Regions from separate parts of the Mus musculus genome. Here regions 2, 3, 4 and 5 are each linked to region 1. Evidence: chromatin contacts called from public promoter capture Hi-C data. All regions are on one chromosome and are shown on one strand. Each heading gives the region's core, a stretch centred on a gene start, on an enhancer-like site or on the middle of the called end of the contact. The rest is flanking DNA. Distances are from core to core; before and after follow the strand shown. Region 1 holds the start of E330032C10Rik (RIKEN cDNA E330032C10 gene). Region 2 holds the start of Birc6 (baculoviral IAP repeat-containing 6). Region 3 holds the start of Yipf4 (Yip1 domain family, member 4). Region 4 holds the start of Nlrc4 (NLR family, CARD domain containing 4). Region 5 holds the start of Memo1 (mediator of cell motility 1).

Region 1 (2,830 bases), core at 106-2,605:
CATGCCCCATCCTAATGGCTCAGGTGGATAGTCTGGACCCCAGGGGTTTTCAAGCTCTGCAGCAGACTCTAATTAGGATCCAGTCTGCTGCTGTTAACCATCAGAATTGAAACTTGGGCCTCTGGCTCCTTGTGTATAAAGTGAGCATTTGGCCTTGGAGGTTCTAGAAGCAATAGGTAATGTGCAAGTTGACTTTACTTGTGAATAGTTTGAGCTTTACTAGATGTGGGGCGTAGGCATACAACAGGAGGAAGCTGGCATGCTGAGGTCTTGGCCCTTCGCACCCTTATGTTCACTCCGTTCAGAAACAGAAACAAACAAGCACAAACCCAAAAGAACAAAAAACCCCAAACCACTGACTATGGTGTGCCACCTTCCAGGGTATAAAGCTAGCTGGACAGAGGTGGAGACAGTAAATCAGGGGTAGAACCCAGTGCCAAGGCTTGACAAACCCTGATGCCAAAGCTTGTGTGTAGGCAGGGCTGATGGCCCTGTGTCCCCAGCCGCTGAGCACAAGCCATCAACTCAGACACCACAAGGCGGCTATCTCCTCACTGCCCAGAGTATCGTGGACAGCACCATTTCCAGAAAACACCCTCAAGCGACAGATGAGCATTCGAGTCTCCTGTGGCCAGTCATGGCTCTCTTTACTGACAACCAGGGCATTGATGCATCTTTCACTGACATTTTGTCCCAGGGGTTGGCCGGAGAGAGAATCTATTTTTCGTCTCCTTCATTCTGCAAGACTGAAATTACCACAGGAAGTGCCTTTCCTGAGCAGTCATTGTCAGGGACTGGAGGGTAGACTCGGTCCCCCTGGTCAGCTCCTATTGGGTACAGGTGATGAGCCAGGGATAGCAGTGGGCGATTGCTGATGGTTATGGTGCTTTTAATATGTTTGGCCCAGGGAATGACACTGTTAGGAGGTGTCGCTTTGTTGGAGAAAGAGTGTCACTGTGGGGGTGGGCTTTGAGAGAACTTTCTCCTAGCTTCCTGGAAGTCAGTCTTCTGTTATCTGCCTTCAGATGAAGATGTAGAACTCTCAGTTCCTCTTCAACCATGCCTGCCTGGATGCTGTCATGTTGCTGCCTTGAAGTCTCTTCACAGCAGTGGAAACCCTAACTAAGACCATGGTGAACAGAGGCAAATGAGGGGTTGGCTCTGCTGCCAGGAGACAGCACTGACTAACCCCCCAACCAGGCTTTGAGGAAACACAAGCTCATTGTGAATAGGAAAGGAGCTTGAAAAGAGCTGAGAAGGCCCTCCCTCTGGCCCCTCCCCTGCCTGGAGATGACTTCATTCTTTCCCAGGTTGTCTAAGCCCCCTCTATCAGCCACCTGGGGGAAGCCTCCTGAGGGCTTACTTAGCAGAGCCACCAGGATGAAGAGGCTGCTGTGGAAACTGGCCGAAGACCAAGGACAGGCTGTGTGGGAGGAAACTTGGGTAATCATCAGGATATTGGGTTCTGTGTGGTGATTATCTTCTCAAAGTTTTAATAGTATTTCAACAAAGACTGTCCGTTTCCCTTTTCCACTGAGCCTCGTGGTTTATAAAATGTCTGTGGGGGCTGCTATGGGAGACCTGGGAAAGCCTCATCTGGAATTGAGAGCCTAAGCTCCTCTGTACTATATGGCCATCACTTGGGATGTTTAGAAAACAGAGTCTACCCCACCCAGGCTCCGCCCAGGTTCCCCCAGGCTCCGCCCACGCCCTGCCCACACTCCACATAATTCTTACTCATCAGGTGGGAGAATAGAGGAGTGTTTCCCCAGCTTGTGGCTGGCTGGCCTTTGAGAAGTCCTGCGGGGCCGTGGCTCCTCTGCTCCAGGCCTGTCCTGGGTGCAGCCCTGCAGTATCACAAGACCCGAGGGCAGAGACTGGATCTGATTTCTCTGTGAGATAGGATAGTGCCCTAGACACACCATCCCCTCTACCTCATTCAGGCTAAAAATAAAAAACAAAAGACAAAGGAACAAACCAGCCCCCATATAAGATCTTGTTTTATCATTAGCTTCTCATGCCAGGGGCTAAGATACCTCTGGACTGACCAACACAAACCAGTTCTTTCTAACCACAGTGGGATGGATGCAGGAGAGCAGCTATGTCTCCTGGTTGAAAGGAATCTGCTGTCCCCTGATCTCTGGGGACAGCTTGACAATGACACTTTTATTACAGCCCCATTCAAAGCAGATTAGCTATTTTACATGCCTGATGCCTTAAAAAGATGTATAAACGAGTCAAATTCATTTTCGATAGCCTCATTTTTCTGATGTGTGAAGAGCGTTGCCTGCCCGTGTGTTCCGGGAAGTCCTCCTGTGTTTACTGGTGTGTCAGGTCAGGGATGAGCCTGCTTTCCCGGCACTGAGCCAAGCCTGAGATGGGAACAGGCTCTTGAGGCCACATGGGGCTCTGTGGGGGCGAGGCAATTGATGGAGACCTCCTCATCTGCTAGCAGCTTCTAGAGGAGAAGGATGTGGGGGTGGAGAAGTGCAGCTCTGTCTTCAAAAACCACTAGCAAAAATACTCTATAAAAGAAAATAAAAACATAGAATAGTCTTTTTTTTTTTTTTCATGGTCAGAGACCTGTTTATACTATCTAAAAAGTTGTTCAGGACCTCAAATAGTTACAGATTACGTGCGATCAGTACCTACTGCAACAAATGTTTTAAGTACTTATATAATCTCTATTATGTGTTAATATAAATATTCCATTTTGTGGAGATAGCTATTTTCTGAAGCAAACAAAAGCTGAGTATGGGACATAGAACAGTTTTACTCTGTGTGTGTATGTGTGTGTGTGTGTGTGTGTGTGTTACTAGAAGAGGAATTC
Region 2 (2,830 bases), core at 194-2,693, 1.3 Mb after region 1:
GTTCCAAACCAACTGCTGAATTCAACCTCTAGCTTCTGGTAGCAACAGCCTCCAAGTGCTGGGATGAAAGGCGTGGGCCACCATCACCAGGCACCAAACAATTTTTTATTGCCTCAAGTTTTTTTTTTTTGGAAAGGATCTTGTTAAATAGCGCAGGCTTGCCCAGAATTCTTAGCATTACTGTTTCAGACTGGGATTCTAGGTATGCGAGACCACACCCAGGCACCGCTACACTGTAACTACAAGTGACTGACTGACAAGTAACTGTTTCAACATAAAGTTTAAGAAAGATGTTCTTTCAAATCTAACGAAGGAGGATACTCCACTGTTACAGCAAATCTCTCCAACCCAATTATGCTCTGGCAATGAAAACACGACACAATTAGTATGAATACATGCTGTGCGCCTAGATTGGGCAGATCTACAACCACTACACTACCATCTTCCACATCTATGAGACCACTTAGAACTTGCGTTTTCTCCAGGCCATGTTCTTCTGTTCTGCTTTTCTTCTTCCTCCTCCTCTGCCTTCTCTGTCTCAAACCTCCTTCCTTTCTTTCCACTCCACTTTCCCTTTCTCTGCCCAATCATCAGCTTTCCTTTATTTTACAAATTAAGGTGGGAAGGTTTACAAGAAATCACCTAAGTGCTGACTCATTCCTTGTTCACAACTCCTCACAGGAGAACAGAATTGACATCAAATATAATTAGCCCCAGGGCAATCCACAACACCCCACCAAAAATCATGTAAATCCTTTGCAATGAGCTACACTAGGCTGACCTGTAATGTGTCCAGCACCTCATTAATGAGCATGTCTGTTTATTAAAAGATTTGGAACTATCGCTTCTCAGTCTTCTAAGATCAAGTGTAAAAAAAATCTGAAACTAGGGCAGGCGTCGTAAAAAAAAAATCAGGTTCAGTTCCAATGAAGAGGCTTGTCAGAGTGTGCAATGATAGAGGCCTACTTCCGGATCTCGCCTCCACCCCGCAACGCCCTCCTCCTCTGCCCCGTGCTGGGAACCGCTGGGAATCAGCCGCCCTGGCCACGAAGGGGCCTCTGGGCGTACCAGACAAGTCGCGCGGGCTCGGGTTTGCCTAGCGGAAATGCACAGGGCCCAGCACCACCCTCCCTGCCACGCGCAGGGCGGAACTCCCGCCGATACCACTCCCGGGGCTCGAAGGAAGAAACTGGGACGTTGAGGACGCAGGGCTGGCTGGAGCAGCAGCGCGTGGCACGCGCCTAGTCCTACCACGCATGCTCCGCGCTTGAAAAAAAAAAGTTTCAGCCCCGCCCCCTTCTTCTTCTGAGGCCCGCCTACCGGGCCCTGGGAGCTCTTCTGCGCATGCTTACTAGGCCAGGTCCCGCCCCTGCCCCGCCTTTTCTGTGCCTTCGGAAGTTCCTTATTAGCTTCCCTCTGCTCTGGCTAGATCGGCACTCCCGCGCATGCTCCACCCCCTGGGCTCCGGCCCCTCCTTTGGTGCGGCCCTCTCTCCCCTCCCCCGCCAGCCTGCGAGCTCGCTTGGCCTGGCCGGCCTGGCGGGCGACGTTCCCTGTGCGTGCAGGCGCTTGACTTCACTTCCGGCTAACGCGCTCCGCTTTGCCCCCTGGCCCCGGATGGTGACTGGCTGTGGTGCTGCACCTCCCGGGACTGTCACTGAGCGGCTTCCCAGTGTGATTGTGCTGAGCGCAGGCCGGAAGATGGCGGCTGCGGCTGCGGAGGCCTCGGGCCCGAGCTGCTCCTCCGCGGCGGCGGCGGCAGGGGCGGGGGCGGCCGGGGTCTCCGAGTGGCTGGTGCTGCGGGATGGCTGCATGCGCTGCGACGCCGACGGGCTGCACAGCCTCTCCTACCACCCGGCGCTTAACGCCATCCTGGCCGTCACCAGCCGCGGGACCATCAAAGTCATCGACGGCACGTCCGGGGCCACCCTTCAGGCCTCGGCGCTCAGCGGTGAGCGCGGCACGCCGGGCGGGGGCTGGGCTGGGCCGGCCGCGGGCGGAGACGGGTTGTGGGGATGCTGGTGGAGGAAGCCTCCCAGCCTCCGGGATCGGGATCGGCCTCGGAGGGACAGCGTGGAGCGGGAGGGTCGGAGAGGCCCGGAAGCTACGGCCGAGGACCTTCGGACTCGGAAAGCAGCAGCTTTTGGGGACGGGAACTCGGTTTGGCGGGGTGCGCTGCGAGTTGCTTTTCGGGCCTTTTGCATCTGAACCGGCCTGGTCCTGTGGGAGAGATGTGGAGGCCTTGGAGGTCGGTGCTGGTGAGGACCGGGCCCTCGCTGGCCTCTTGGACGAGATTTTGGGCTAGCTCCGGGCTGGACCAGAGGGAAGGGCTGGCAGTCTTGGCGGTGGCGGGAGAGATGGGTGGCCGGAGGCAAGGGGCGGGAAGCGTCCAAGCCGGCTGTCTTGCCCTCTTTTCCCGGCGAGTAGCGGCCCGCCGGTTGTCGTCTGGTCCTGTAGGTGCGGGGACCTCCGAGGGTTGCGCTTTCGCACAGGGGGCGGGCTGGAGTGGGCACTGGGATGGGGAGGTCAGTAGGAGAGGGAAGGCCAGCTGCCTGAACTGTGCTTGCTGGACTATGGGACTCGCAGAGTGCAAAAAAAAAAAAAAAAAAAAAAAAGAAAAAAAAAAGGTTAGTATCGGTCCTCTAGCTCTGAGTGCTCCCTCCTTCCAGTGTCAAGAAGCCTAGGCCCCTTGTAATTAGGTGGAACTTCAAGCCCTTTCAACTTGTTTTAGCATAGAGAGCTAGAGATTGGTAGTTGTAAGTATGTCTGGGTCTCCTCCACCTTGGAAGGAGAGCACTTGGGTGGTGGAGACGTTGGTTCACATATTGGAC
Region 3 (2,830 bases), core at 160-2,659, 1.2 Mb after region 1:
AAAAACCCCTCACTGGAGAGATGTATTGGAGGGTAGTTATACAAAAGGCTGCCTCTGATGCACAGTGGCAAGCTGTGAAGGCTTGGCCTATATAAATGGTATGGCACATGTACACAGGAAGACTACTCCACCTGTGGTAACAGTGGAAATAAATTGAATTTGGCCGCTGGTGATGACATGGCTGCTGTCGCTGTTAACAAAGCTGGGCTAGGGGAGTACCAGGCTAAGGAATGTGGGTGGCACTCGGTTTACCAACATACACACATATACAGAAGTTTAGAAAAATGAAAAGCAAAATTTAAGATTATAAACATAGACGAGTAACTAGGAAGTTGGTTTAGAGGTTAAGAGCTCTTGCTCTCTTGTAGAGACTTGAGTTTGGGTTCCCAGAACCCGCATTGGGTGTCTGCAGGAACCGCAGTTCTGAAGGATCTGAAGCCCTCTTGTGCCTTCTGCAGGCATCTGCACACACACATACCCTCAAGCACACACGCATAGCCTTTAAAAATAAAAACCGGGCTGGAGAGATGGCTCAGTGGTTAAGAGCACCGAATACTCTTTCAGAGGTCCTGAGTTCAATTCCCAGCAATCACATGGTGGCTCACAACCATCTGTCACGGGATCCAATGCCCTCTTCCTGTGTGTCTGAAGAGAGCAATGGTGGTGTACTCTTGTATAAAATAAATAAATTAATCTTAAAGAAATAATAAAAACGTAGGTGAATTTGCAAACTTTGGGTAGTTTATTAGGGAACAGATGAAATCAGCAGCAGGCAAAAAGCAAGGGCTTCTTTGCCCTAATTTATCCTTTCTGGACTGCTGCCTTCTTCATAAATTAATTTGGCCAGAGTACTTAAACCGTAGGTGGAAATTTACAGCTTTACAATGACCATTCTCCGGCCTCTTAATTTTGTTGATAAGGAGACTAAGCTTTGTCACGACACATAATTTCGTAAACATCCTATATAATTAATATATAGAATTATTGTGGCAGAATCTTGTGGTCGGAAATGAGGGGTTGAAGTCCTAAAACTTAAGTAGTTTGTGTGTGTGTTGTGTGTGTGTGTGTGTGTTGTTTTTTTTTTTTTCCTTTGAAAAAAAAAGGGCCTCACTTTTTTGCCAATGCTGCCTCGGCCTCTCTAGGAGTTCCGGGAATTACAAGCGTGAGCCATCAAACGACTAAGCTCTCAAATTGTGTTAAACAACAACGAAGAAGATATGTTTATAAAAACTCAAACAGGGAAAAAGGTAGACAGAATTATTTAAGTAAACAGCTGATGAGGGCGGAACAGAGATTTCAGAGGCCACTTCCGGTGTTGGAGTGGTTTCCGGAATCAACACAGAAACAGCCAATCAGAATCTTCTCGCGGGAGCCAATAGTCGAGCAGATTACAAACAGCCAATCCCGGCGGCGCTGTCACTGTTATGGTCCTGTCAGGGCCCCGGCGTCGTGGTGCTTGGGTGCTCGCCACCGGCTGGCCTCGGGTGCGACCTGGTCGGCAGCCAGAGGCTGCGCTTAGCTCGCGCGTCCCCTCCCTCGGCCGAGCCCGCGCCTCCTGGCTCGCAGGCCGCCCCTTAGCAGGTCGTCCCGGAGCCCCGGGCCCAGCCGCTCGTCAGCACCGAGGCCGGCGGGATGCAGCCTCCGGGCCCGCCCCCGGCCTATGCGCCTGCCAACGGGGACTTCACCTTTGTGTCTTCGGCGGACGCGGAAGGTGAGGCCGAGGCTGACCTCCGGGGCTCCGGGGCGGGGGGTTGGCAGAGCTGGGGGACTCCGCCCCTGTGCTCCCTGGGCCTTCCCGGAGGCCTCTGGGGACGAGGCAGGGTGCGGGGCGCCGGCGCTGCGGGCTGGGGTCCCCGGGTGTCCTGGTTCACCAGGGAACCCGCCGATCTGGTGGAAGGAGTTCTTTCTGAACTCCGCTCCGCAGTTACTCAAAAGAGTGAGGGATCTAAGGGAGAACAAAGTGGGGCTGTGTGGCTCTGCTATTAATAGGAAAACCTTCCCGACTGAGGTGACTTTTGGCAGGTTATGGAAAACTTACTTGAAAGGAGACGTGCTTTTATTTATTTATTTTTAATTGAACTTGATTTCTTGCCCAGATCCCTGGGTCCACACAGTTTGTAGTGTTTGGTCCCAGTGTTCAAAAAACTGTATTCAGGAGCATTTGAAACTTGAGGAATTCAACTTAGTGTTCCCAACAGTGTCTATAGACTTGGCTTGTACTGTTTGGAGCAAGCGACTGTGCTTGCTTAAAACAAAACAAACAACAACAAAAACAGGGAGAAAAAAAAAAAACAAAAAACGTTTCTACTGTGGGAAATTTCCCCCACCCCTCATTAGTTCAACTCCTTGTAACCTGGTTTTGGATTTTGCTTTTATTTAATCTTATTTACTTACCAGGGACCAGATTTTTGACTGCCCAATATGAAAAAACAAGTTGATTTCGATATAGACATGGAAATACCTGGTGATGAACCCCTTCGACCCCAGCACTTGAAAAGCAGAGGCAGAGAGATACCTGAATTAAAGGCCAGCTTAGACTACACAGTTATCAAGTTCTCTGCCTGCCGGGGTTACATACTGAAACCCTGTCTCAACAAAGTAGAAAAGAAATTTCAGTTTAAAGATGAACGTGAGTTTTCTCAGAAATCTGATTTCTTTCTTTCTTTTTTTTTTTTTTTGTCTTTTCGAGACAGGGTTTCTCTGTGTAGCCCTGGCTGTCCTGGAACTCACTTTGTAGACCAGGCTGGCCTCGAACTCAGAGATCCACCTGCCTCTGCCTCCCGAGTGCTGGGATCAAAGGCGTGCGCCACCATGCCCGGCTAGAAATCTG
Region 4 (2,830 bases), core at 101-2,600, 1.2 Mb after region 1:
TTAAGTGATAATGTTCTTTCAGATCGTGATGTGAGTTCCTCAGAAAACTGAAATCCTTCTTGACCTACGTCTCGTGTGTCACTCCCACAACTAGGGGGAAAGAACTCATATAATTGGCTACAGAAAGGCAGCATGTGTAAATTTTTTTCACATTGGTTGATTGGTGTGTGTGTGTGGGTGGGTGGGTGGGTGGGTGGGTAGGGGTGCTCGAGAGTGCCACGGCATTTGTGTAGAGATTAGAGAAAAACTAGCAAAAGTCAGTTCTCTCCTGGAATAATCTGTGTCCCAGGGATCAAACTCTGGTCAACAGGCTCGGCGACAAGTGCCCCTTCCCCCTGAGCATCTCCCCTGCCTCTGGATTATGCTTCCTTTGCTGAACTGTTAGCACTCACATCTGCTCCAAGCCTGGGACTATAGCGATGATTAACCAGGAAGACGGATGGAACAGAGGCCACCAGTCCCTGTGATTCATCTATCATTCCAGTATAAAAATGTCCTGATCTAGAATCTTCTTAGATCTCCTTTGGACACCCGCAGCTCACTGAATACTCTTAGTGCTATGTAAATAGTGTATGAAAATTGTCTATAGGCACAAGTGGGAGTAATGGGAGACTGGAAGAATAAAAGAGGTTAAGGGAAGTTAGGAGAGCCTGATTCCACCCCGGCAACGGGGTTATTAAGATGCTCTGAGATAAAGAATGGACACACCTTATCTGTTATCACACAACTCAAGTCTGTAAAGCACTTCCTAGACACACTGGGGCTGGAAACACCTCAGCACACAACGCAGGTCTGTAACACACTTTCTATAAGCATTCTTCCTATCCCCAAGAGGGACTTGCTTAACTTTTCTGTCCAAGTTCAAGTATCTTGTCAGAGGCTCAGGACACTGGACGGACCAAGCAGTCTCTCTCTCCCTCAGCTCTGGGTTTCCTTCCTGTGAGGCCAAAAAGCATTTTCTAAGTCTTTTTGTCTCCATAGTAAATACAAAGGCGTTCTCTAGGGCTCCAAATCCTTAACACCAACTCAGAAAAACGCAGCTAAACTCCAACAGACCAACCAGGCTAACCACCCGCCCCCAACACTGCCTACCCTCAAACCAAGTTTCCCTGCAGGCAAATCAGCCCAATGGGCAAACCATCCACTGCAGGACAACCTCACAGACACAGGCTTCAGTGGACCTAAATTCTAATTTCAGGATCTGACTCTAAAACTGATTTAAAAACCTATTCCCTCTCCCCGAGGTACCTGGCCAAGCAATCCAGTTGCCTTCGAAGGAAAAGTCGTCTTAAAAGTAATTTTCTTTCTTTCTTAATCCAAACTTCTTTGTCCATGAGAGACAACTGTAGAAAAAAGGAAGTGCCTGGTGGGTTCTTCTCTTGCTTAAGAACCATAATAATCGGGGTATTTACATAATTACGTAGCAAGAAAAAGGAGTGACTGAGTAGCCAGGAAGTAGGGACTTTGAACTTAGGCACTCTTTGCTTCCTGGTTATTCATGTGGTAAAGAGTTAACAACTGGGGCTGGAAGATGGCTCAGCCTTTAAGAGCACTGACTGCTCTTCCAGAGGTCCTGAGTTCAATTCCCAGTAACCACATGGTGTCTCACATCCATCTGTAATGGTATCTGATGCCCTCTTCTGGTGTGTCTGAAGACAGCAACAGTGTACTCATATACATTAAAAAAAAAATGAATAAATAAATCTTTAAAAGGTATGTTGCATTTAAAAAAAAAAAAAAAGAGTTAACAACTGTTTATTTCTCCAAGCAAAGGGAATGAGAAAGCTTTGAATGACAAGGCCCAGGAAGACAGGGTACTCAAAGTTCAAAAGCAGCAACTGTTCCATGAAGGTTGTGTGTGTGCGTGTGCGTGTGTGCGTGTGTGTGTGTGTGTGTGTGTGTGTGTGTGTGTTATTCTGTTTTGTTTTGTTTTGGGACAGACTCTTTTTACGTACCCTTGGCTACCCTGGTACTCCCAGTATAGATCAGGCTACCTTGAACCCCACAGAGACCCACCTGACTCTGCCTCCTGAGTGCTTAGATTAAAGGCACATCACTACTTAGTTTCAGGAAGCTTTTATATTAACAGGACAACAACAACAAAAAAGTCATCAATCAACATAATTTCAAATACATTGGTGGAAACATTGGGTAGGCAGGTTGTAGCAAAGAAAAGAAAGCCTTGGTAAAGACTCCAGATCTGAGGCCATCTTGAGCCATCTGGGTTGTTATGAGCTGGTACCCAGCTTTGTTAATAAATCCCACAGGTTTTTGCCCGATAGGTCAGACACAGAAGTGGATAATAAAGAAGTTCAAAGGGGCTGGAGAGATGGCTCAGTGGTTAAGAGCACTGACTGCTCTGCTAGAGGTCCTGAGTTCAATTCCCAGTAACCATATGGTGGCTCACAACCATCTGTAATGAGATCCGATGCTCTCTTCTAGTGTGTCTCTGAAGGCAGCTGCAGTGTACTCATGTAAATAAAAATCTTTAAAAAAAAAGTTCTAATCAGTTGATCAGCTTCTGTCTGGACTCTTAATTCTGGTATTTTAGACACTCAGTATGGTTTTTGCATGTCTTGTCTTATCTTGGACTTCTGATCCTCCTGCCTCTGCCTTCTAAGAAGATTGTGGGCATGAGCCACTATGCCTCACTCGGTTTTTTCATAATGAATGGGGATTAAGAGGTGGACAGAGAAAAGATGGAAAGTGAAATGTTCTGGTTTGGTTGGTTCAAGCATACTGTCACTGAGGACAGAGGCAAACAAACTTATCTCTGTACCTTGGTTTCCAGCAAAGCTGTACTCTCAGTCACTGGGGTCGGGGCAAGTTA
Region 5 (2,830 bases), core at 89-2,588, 1.0 Mb after region 1:
GCACAAGAACTGACATTCTCAGGTAGTGAGAACTGATTAAAAGTCTATGAAGTACTTCAGGACCATAAAATGTCATACTTATCTAACGCAAAAACTACAGCCACCTGTTAGCAGTAGTTCCAAACCCAACCATGTCATTCTTTTGTGTCTTAGCAGGGCAAATCCGCTGTGGACCAACAAGATGCATGTACTTCTGCAGCTGGTTGAACAATCTCAGGGAAAAAAAAAAAACTGCCTTCCAGATTTTCCGTTTTCCCAAAAGAATCATGTCACTATCCAACCCTAGTACTTGCAAAGGGAAATATGGTTAGGGCCAGTTGCTGAGAAGCACAGATGGCCTAGAGACCAACAGGAATCACGGAGGAACTTTTCTTTGTTACCAAAGCAGAAATGTGACCCCTGAAAATAATCTCAGAAAACAATCCTTGTGAAGAGAGTTGTACTGGAGGGAAACGGCCCTACCCTTTCTCACCCAAAGAACTACACATGGTTTTTTGAAGACAGTGCAGACAAAATTCTCTCAAAACGTAAGCTAAACTAGGCAGGTCGTCCAGCCCCGGCTCGGTGCTGAACACAGGATACCAAAGAGGTTGCTCAGGAAAAGTGCTGATGCCATCTCCAGCTGCCCCTAAATGACAGTAACAATGCAAACACTGACAAAAGACCTTGGAGGCCACCCAGAGCCCCTGCCTGGCAGCAGCTCTGCCCGAATCTCCACGTACAAAGCGACAAATCCCCCCGAGAGGCCCAGGTCTGACAGATCTTCCAAGCGAGAGAGACCAAGAGTAGCAACACGAGAGATAGGGTAGAAAAAGTACTGCCTGTCACTCCTTCCAGGGGCGCTGGGTGCCCCAAGGGTGGGAGCAAAAACTGCGGTCCCCTCGGCCAGCCTCTGGCAACGAGGACCGCGCCAACTCGTCCTTCCCCACCGCAGAGGCCGTCCGCGGAGCCGCGGAGCCCGCGCTCGCCCTGGCCGGGGCCGGCCGGCAACTCCTCGCCCAACTCCGCGGGCGCCAGGCCGCCTGCCCGAGCGCCGGGTGGGGGAGGCGGCGCGGCCCGGCCCCGATCCCTCGGCACGCGGTCAGCGCCCTCCGCCCGCCGCCCGAGTCCCCGCCCGCCGGGCCCCGGCTGCCCAGCTCGACCACCCCGGCGGCCTGGCGCCCTTACCTGAGGCGGTGTACCAGCTCCCGGCGTGGCTGGCTTCCCGGCAGACCACTCGGTTGGACATCTTGGTGCCTGTGCCGCCTATGGTGCACGAGGATGAATGAGGAGGCGGCGGCGGCGGCGGCTCCGCGAGGGGACGAGACGCCGCGGGCCCAGCCCAGGAGGAGGCGGCCGCGGGGAGGGGACCAGCCCGGCCCAGGAGGAGGAGGAGGAGGAGGAGGAAGAGGAGGAGATGGCAGCCAGGGCGGAGGGCGGCAACAATCACCACAAACTCCGCCGGCCGCCGGAAGATGGGGCCCACGGCGGCTTTACCCTAGCCGCGCGGCCGCGGAGTCGCCGCCGCCGCCGCCGCCCCTACCCCTGCCCGAGCTGCTTCCGCGAGCCGCCCCCCGGCCACGCCGCGCGCGGCCTGCCGAGCCTCCCGCTGACCCCACCCCCGTGACTCCGCGCCCTTCCCCACCGCCCCGCCCCGCCCCGCCCCCACCACCGAGGCCTCCCTCCCGCCGCGCGCCCGCCGGCCCCGCCCCGCCCCGCGCCTCCGCCCGCCGTGCCGCGCGCTCAACGGCGGAAGCGGGACCGGCCCCGCGCCATCCCGGGTCGGGAGGCCGCGAGCCGGAGGGCGGCGGCGATCGGTGCCACCTCCCCCCCAACACACACACACACAGCCCGGGGCCGGGGCCTGAACCCGGGAAAGGCAGAGCCTGGGGAGCCCACGCGTCCTTACTCGCCGCTCTACCGGGGCCGGCCCACTGAGCATGCCCAGCGCCGCGGCCGGGCCCGCCGAGGAGGCTCAGCGTGCACGCTCCGCTCTCCGGGGTTTAGCGCCAGCAGAGGCTGGGGGCAGGGCGCGGGGCGCAGGACGCAGCCGCGAGGCGGGGTGAGCCCCTTCCCCCCCCCCCCCCCCCAGCCGCCTGGCTTGTCCCCGTGCGCCGCTGGCTCAGCACACACAACACACACGCGATCGCTGCCTGCCGAGTCCCGTCGGGGTTCCCCCTTCCCCGGCGTCCTTGGTGGGGTTCCCACCCTCGGGGTATCGCCCAGGAATGCAAGTCTGGGGCCACGCCGCGAAGTTTCGCTGGCAGAGACATCGCGCTGCGAGGCGTACTGGGATGGGAGAATATGGGGGGGTGGAGGACCGACCCTGTCAAAATGTAACCTTCGCTTCCCAGGCTCGCCCCTTACGACCTAATGTCTTCGACACAGTTAAATTTACTAATTGTATTTTAGGTATAACTGCAATGTGGCAAAGATTGTCTCAGTTATTTCCTACTGTGTTAAATGGGGGTGACGTTCGTGAGGGAGGGGTACCAAGGATTATGAGTTAATGCGTATGAGGAACCAGACGGGGTAAGGAATACTACAAATGTCACCCTTCACTTATAAAATCCCAGTATTCCACGTAAGTATTCCACGCAGCAAAAGAATTCCTTTACCAGTTGGGTAGAATCACAAAGGAAGTGGTTTGTTTGGCTTTGAAGTGCTGGATTCCAAAACCCAGGAAGTGTAACAGTTCCCCAACTCCCAGAAAGTATTTGGGAAAGAAATCATACACCGGGTATATCTTAGTTTCACATTAAACTAGATCCTGGAGAAGTCCAAAGTAGATGTCTAGCTGCCTAACCAAGTTCGGCGTTCCTTAATGCTGTAACAGTATACTTTTTGTTTG

Evidence for each region. Promoter capture Hi-C pulls out the DNA fragments that hold promoters and counts their contacts.
Region 2: a promoter capture Hi-C map of pre-B cells shows a contact between it and region 1, with 4 times the contacts expected there. The contact joins the promoter of Birc6 here to the promoter of E330032C10Rik in region 1. A contact is called at or near these places in 2 of 39 promoter capture datasets (the 3T3-L1 cell line and pre-B cells).
Region 3: a promoter capture Hi-C map of pre-B cells shows a contact between it and region 1, with 2.8 times the contacts expected there. The contact joins the promoter of Yipf4 here to the promoter of E330032C10Rik in region 1.
Region 4: a contact with region 1 is called in a promoter capture Hi-C map of the HPC-7 cell line, with 4 times the contacts expected there. The contact joins the promoter of Nlrc4 here to the promoter of E330032C10Rik in region 1.
Region 5: a promoter capture Hi-C map of the HPC-7 cell line shows a contact between it and region 1, with 5 times the contacts expected there. The contact joins the promoter of Memo1 here to the promoter of E330032C10Rik in region 1. A contact is called at or near these places in 4 of 39 promoter capture datasets (the 3T3-L1 cell line, the C10 cell line, the HPC-7 cell line and 1 more) and 1 of 115 datasets of contacts at active chromatin or transcription factors (pro-B cells).

Annotation. Positions count from the first base shown.
Region 1 is chr17:73,249,631-73,252,460 of GRCm38.p6, forward strand. E330032C10Rik (RIKEN cDNA E330032C10 gene) reads left to right here and starts at 1,356. Exons shown (of 4, transcript NR_167655.1): 1 at 1,356-2,830.
Region 2 is chr17:74,526,852-74,529,681 of GRCm38.p6, forward strand. It overlaps Birc6 (baculoviral IAP repeat-containing 6), which reads left to right and starts at 1,444. Exons shown (of 73, transcript NM_007566.3): 1 at 1,444-1,950. The coding sequence starts at 1,617. It overlaps Gm31645 (a long non-coding RNA gene), which reads right to left and starts at 1,349. Exons shown (of 3, transcript XR_385765.4): 1 at 782-1,349.
Region 3 is chr17:74,488,084-74,490,913 of GRCm38.p6, forward strand. It overlaps Yipf4 (Yip1 domain family, member 4), which reads left to right and starts at 1,410. Exons shown (of 6, transcript NM_026417.4): 1 at 1,410-1,711. The coding sequence starts at 1,633.
Region 4 is chr17:74,457,758-74,460,587 of GRCm38.p6, forward strand. Nlrc4 (NLR family, CARD domain containing 4) reads right to left here and starts at 1,351. Exons shown (of 9, transcript NM_001033367.3): 1 at 1,249-1,351.
Region 5 is chr17:74,293,525-74,296,354 of GRCm38.p6, forward strand. Memo1 (mediator of cell motility 1) reads right to left here and starts at 1,339. Exons shown (of 9, transcript NM_133771.2): 1 at 1,168-1,339. The coding sequence starts at 1,228.